Regions from separate parts of the Drosophila melanogaster genome. Here region 1 is linked to region 2. The links are chromatin contacts, called in public Hi-C maps. All regions are on one chromosome and are shown on one strand. The core of a region is the stretch at or near the end of the contact, and the rest is flanking DNA. Distances in the headings are between cores, read along the strand shown.

Region 1 (2,931 bases), core at 33-2,532, 390 kb before region 2:
CTTACAAGGCCGAAAACTAACCGAATGTGTCCTTTTTCCAATTGCAGCTGTGCGTTTTGGACGCGTGCCGAAGCGCGAAAAGGCGCGTATCCTGGCGGCCATGCAACAGAGCACCCAGAATCGCGGCCAGCAGCGAGCCCTCGCCACCGAGCTGGATGACCAGCCACGCCTCCTCGCCGCCGTGCTGCGCGCCCACCTCGAGACCTGTGAGTTCACCAAGGAGAAGGTCTCGGCGATGCGGCAGCGGGCGCGGGATTGCCCCTCCTACTCCATGCCCACACTTCTGGTAAGTCTCACCCTAAGTTCCCAAAGTGGGAAATATAGATAGAAAATGTAAGAAACTATAATAGGATATTGTCAGATTTTTAGCGTGAGCAGCAAATCATTACAATATTATGGTTTTTTTTTTTAATTTATTACCATCCGGTCAAGTAGAACAAACAAGCATATATTGTGGAGATTTTACAACTCCATTTACAGAGACAATCATAAATAACCATTGGCCATAAAATTATGAAAATGTCTAGCAGCTGCCCTATGTAGACAATCAGTACGTTATTAATTGACCGCCAAAGGTTACGGCGTAGGCGAAGTCACATTTCCGGGCCGCCGACTTCTGTTGACATGCATAGATCAGCAAAACAATATCAACTAGCTAGTAACTGCTTTTTGCCTTTTGCTCACTAGCAACTGGCAACTGGCAACTTGGCTTACTGGTTACTGCCTACTGCCGGCGTTAGTCATGCGCCAAGGTGAACCTGTTTGCACGATTCTAAACCAGGAAATCGAGCGCCACACGTAGACGCGTCTACGAGCCACTCTTTTCAGAGTCTTCGCTCTTCGGCGATTCTTGCGGGGCCTCCAAACGTGGCCATTGAAGTGGCAAGTTTGGGGTCAAGTTCTTGACGAAAAGCTTGTCAATGTCAGATTTATGACGTTTCCCCTGACAGCTAAATGATGAATGCTATGAATGCTAGCTATCGTTTATTTCTGTGATTACTTTGTAAATTCCATAAAGTGTTTATTTTACAATCGACGTCACTTGGTTTTTTTTTTTTTGTGGCCAAATAGATCGTGGTGGAGAATAGAGGAAGTACAGATTCGGCGCTGTAAATAATAGCCCAAAAAAATCATTTCACATACCATAACCAAAAGCGATAAAGAAAAGTGCTATATAACAAAAAAAAAACGTGTCCCGGCTCTCGGCAACAACAAAGTACGCAAACAAAGTTCTAAAGCTCAAGGTCAAGCGTAGCGTCATTATTAATGAAAGCACACACACACAAGCATCGGCTGCTATCACGGTGGGAAAGAGAGGGATAGCACAGGATTAGAGAGAGACCAAGCGAGCTGGCCAGACACATGCGTTGTCCATTTAAATAAATTATTATTAAAATATTTAAAAGCGACACGAGCACAACGAAAAATGGGAAAAACATTGGCACAAAGTCAGAGTCAAGTGCAAGGCTAAAAAAGTTAAAATTTGATTTGGTGTTTGGGGAGGAAAGAAAGGAAATCAAATGCGATCGACAAGTTTAAGAAGTACTATGTGTAGTATAGAACAGCGACCTTGGAGCAAGTTATTTTTTAACCTTGGAGTGAGCGAAATGAGCGGATCCGCTTCCCTCTCTTTCTCTGTTTGCAGTTCATATTTTCCACTATATATGAGTAAACAATAATGGCACAAAAAATATGCATAAAATGTCATGAGTATGAGGAAGCGAATGCCAGACAAACGGCGTCACAAAACTGCAATACACATATATACATATCTATGTACATGTATGCACAGATACAGATACAGTGAGAGCAATCTGTAAAATTGTCAGGTGGTTCATTTAGACAGCGTCGTAATATGCAAAATGTCAGCAATTCAGTTTATGACGGAAGGCGGAAGATTCGCCGGCGGTGCAAGGTGAGGCTAAGGCGCTACGATCTCGGTGAAATTCGGAATTCGGAACCGAAATAGAAATTCCTCTAGCGAAACGATTAGCCCTAAAGATTATTCAATCTGTGGCTGTCCATATCAGCCGGTACATGAGTTCTGCGAATTATTTTTGGCAAAAACTCAAGGCCACACTAACGCCAATTGAAGGTCGAATCGAATCGGATGGGATGTTATGGGATCTTGTGATATGTCAGGAAAGGCAATTCGGGTAGCGGGAGTCGAGTCATAAATAGCCCCCCCACACAACACACTCATTAGTATTTTTCGCAAACTATTTCCGCTTTTGCGCAGATGAGAAATATTTTCGTGGCGGAAAATCAAATGATACGACGACGTCAAAGCGCCGGCAAAAAGAAAATGTGGCGAAAATCAGTTTGCCGGTTGCCGGCTGCTATTTTCCCTCTCTCTTTCGTGCGAGCGCGTTTCTATGGCATTCTTTTTTTTATGTTTCTGCGCGAAGAAAACACATTTTCAAGGTTAATCAAACGAAAATCGAATCAGAAAAGAGATTCGGCGGCAGACAGCACAACGTGTGCTTATTGAAACAGAACGTAGCAAGTAAAAAGCGAGAAGCACACATGAAAGAAATCAAACGTAAATTAAAATCCAAGTCGCTGAAAACAATGGTGGGCAGATGATGATGATAGATGGCACGGGGAGGGGGTGGTTGGGCGTGGGGTGGCACGTTCGCTGTCTGGGGCACTTGGCGCATGTTCGTGTAACTCAAAACCCGGAAAGCCAAATGGCGAAATAACATGCACATTCGCTCGGCTTAGACGCTGAGCAATTCCCACACCCCGCCCCTTTTTTTCCACCTCATTCCGCTGGCGAAATACAAAAAACACGCGTCGAAAGCAGGAAAAAGAATAACAACCATAGAGTAACAGCACACAATCCGGAACCTTGAACTCTAGTTCGTCGACCTTGGCTGCTAATGTCAGCGGCAAAAGCTCTCGACTATGGGGGATGTAGCCTACGGATGG
Region 2 (3,162 bases), core at 96-2,595:
GTTCGCAGTGCAGCTGATGTGGTGTGGCCATATGGTCACTTGATAGCCACAGCCGAGTCCAATAGGTCGGGTCAAGGCCCAAGACTTGTTGCTGGGAAATTCGCGACAACGAGTCGTATACGTAATGCGGCTACCTAGAACTTGCTGCGCTAGCCGAAATTTCCGTTTTTGGGGCTGCGGTCTCGGATTCTTGGTAAACCAGCTGCAAAATGCAACGAAAGCCCACACCATTCCGCATTTAAATATATTTTGCTTTTACAATGAGGAAACTTATACTTAAATTTAAAAGTCTATTGATATACATGCCACTCTTTTCGAATAAATTACATTTTGAGGTTTAATCATGACAGCGCTTTTTCTTTTATAAAATTATAGTTGTAAACTTCCTGATTAGCAATTTAAACACAAAACAATTATCTTGACAATATCGGAGCAGAATTATAGTATTCACTACCAATTAGCACTTGTAACCCCCCAGAAAGGTTGGCGCGTGACCAAAAATGTTTATTTTTTCACGCATAGAAAGTGTTAATATAAACAGAAGCTACGAGAATTTAGACAATATTCGACTGGTAAACGAGAAAAAAAAAACTTGAAGTCAAAAATATAATATAGCCAAGCAGGAGCCATTTTTCATAAATTAGATATACTTTATAAAATACAAATATTAAACGAAATCGTTGATACTAAATTATGCAAATTAAAAAATGTTTCAAACCGACACATTTGTTTATAAAATTAAAAGAGTAATTGCCTGCTCAGAATGCGACATATCATTAACGTATCTCTTAAAACATAACCCAGTGCATAAAATAAAACGCATTACAAAATCTCATTTAGGCAATCGCAACAAATTAGAAAGGCATATAAAACCATCTTGTCGAGGGGCAAATGCGTCAATCTATATGCATATTATACCACACCATAAAACAAGTAAAAGTACTTAATGACAAATTAAAACGAAAGATTCAGCCGAAATAAAAACAAATCATCGGAAAGTATATATAGAATTACATTATATTTCCTTTTGTGCGATACGAGAAATTTTCGAGTATAGAGAAATAGCGGTCATAAAAAATGCAAAAAACAAACGAGCGCAGCAAAAACAGAAAAACAGAAAATCACACAGATCGCAACCGAGTCGCGTATCATTTCTTAATGCGGAAATATTGAAGAAGAATTTCTGTTGTCTATATAAATACGAATAATGTGCGTTTGTGTGTGGACTTGTATTAACTGCATATGTAGCCCTAATAAACACACATTTTCGTACGACAATGAGAAATTGCCTGATATGCATATGTCTCGCTGCCTGCGCCTGTGTGCGTAAACAATGAGAATCCCGTGTCCGTGTGAGCAGTGTGTCTTTGCTGGTGTGCGTTATCCGCGAGACCTTGAACTTGAGACTGAATTTCCAAAAAGCGCACACACACACATACGCGCGCACCGAAGAAGCGAGAGAACAACAACTGGCTTTTATTCTGGCCACCAATACACAGGCAGTCGTGAAAGCAGCGAAGTTGGCAGCGGCATAAAAGCCAAAATAAGGCGGCAGAACAGGAATTTAGAGAGCAGCAGAGAGCCGCCAAGAAAGAGAGAGAGAGGAAGAGAAAAAAGGGGAATGGGAATGGGAATGGGAACGGGAACGGGAATGGGACTGGGAATAATGGGGATCGTGCAAAAGCGAGGCAGACGGAACCCAAAAAAAATATATTTGTAGTACGTACACATAAAAAATTGGGGAAGAGACATTCACACCAACAACAAATACTACAATTGCCAAACAAACACATAAATTATAATATTTAAATATAGAACTTTTGCGTTGTTGTCGCCCGTTCCTGTTGATTTTGCTTTCGACTCTTTGTGCATTTTACTTTCGTCTGTCGCTGCTGCATTCGAATTAACTTGAATTTTGCTTTCTTCCACACCCATAATTCTGTTTGCTTTTTTCGCTTTTTGCACTGCCATAAATTGTATTATTATTATTATTGAAAATAAATAAAGAAATAAATACATATATCCCAGTTGGGGAACATTTTGATTCCGGTTTGGCGCATTATTGCGCCGCACAAGTGAAATTATCGATACAAAGCAATTTCTAGTGGCTGTCGTTTTTGGCTTCAGCTATTCGGGGAATTCGCCTGGCATCCGTCACTGGTATTTTTTAATGGTTTTTTGTTTTGCTAAATAGAATTTGAATATGTTTTTTGCGGGCTAACAATTGGGGCAAGGCTAGTTTTATGATTGATTATTAAAGGAAGGGCGCACATTTAATGTAAACAACATAAAAATGCATGATTAAATGTACTAGGAAGATTTGCAAATTGATTTCGGTATCTAGAAATCTTTAACGCCTTAACTGAACACAGAAAGTTAAAGATAGATATTTATCGAAAATAGTTAAAAAGTGAACTTTCATTTGGCCATAATATGCCTTCAGCTCGTTTCCCCCGTAATTCGATCGGCCAAAACCAAAGCAATAATTTCAGCCAACAACTCCCAAGTATACAGTTTCATTTGCCTACTTTCCACTGATTAATGTCAGATGAAAATACTGGATAGGTGATAAAGGCTGAGCTCAATAGGTAAATCCCCCTTCAGCTGGGCCCACACAGAAATCACTTTCCGTTTCTTACAAAACCGCCCACAACTCACAAGCTCACAAATGTCGGTTGTTGGGCACATCAAAAATAGGCCAATAACCAAAATGCCATAAACAATTACAAATTGTTGTTGCTGCTGCTGCTGCTGCTGATGGTGCTGGTGTGCAATTGTTATTGCTGTTGTGGGTCGGACAGACAGGCGGGCAGCTTCTACGGCTTTCGGAAATGCTATGAAAAATTGTAAACAAAACTCAAGCACCACGGATGACGCCTTATCCACCGCACAGCCGAAAACAAACCCAGCCAAACTGAGTATAAAAAACAAAAAGCATATCGGCTCTATAAGGCGAACTAATCATTTAGAGGTAACAAGCAGGCAGCGATGGCTCGTACCTACATTGACCTACTATTGCGGCAAATGCTGCGCTATCCGCCGGAATTGTGATGTAACTGTCCCAAAATGCCGCGCACATATCAACGAGCCAGTTCGGTTCAAGTCCAAATTCGAATTCAACAAAGAAAAATAGCAAAAACCCACCAGCTCACATGCACATGA

What was found. A called contact is a pair of places that touch in the nucleus more often than the background predicts.
Region 1: a contact with region 2 is called in a Hi-C map of the Kc167 cell line, with 5 times the contacts expected there. A contact is called at or near these places in 5 of 107 Hi-C or Micro-C datasets (the Kc167 cell line, the S2 cell line, embryo and 2 more).

The regions. Positions count from the first base shown.
Region 1 is chr3L:17,956,737-17,959,667 of dm6, reverse strand. Eip75B (Ecdysone-induced protein 75B) reads left to right here. Exons shown (of 8, transcript NM_001259893.2): 6 at 48-286. Among named protein-coding and RNA genes, the nearest start is that of lncRNA:CR45393, 11 kb to the right of the region's middle.
Region 2 is chr3L:17,568,549-17,571,710 of dm6, reverse strand. All of the region lies in intron 5 of Eip74EF (Ecdysone-induced protein 74EF), which reads left to right. Among named protein-coding and RNA genes, the nearest start is that of CycT, 12 kb to the right of the region's middle.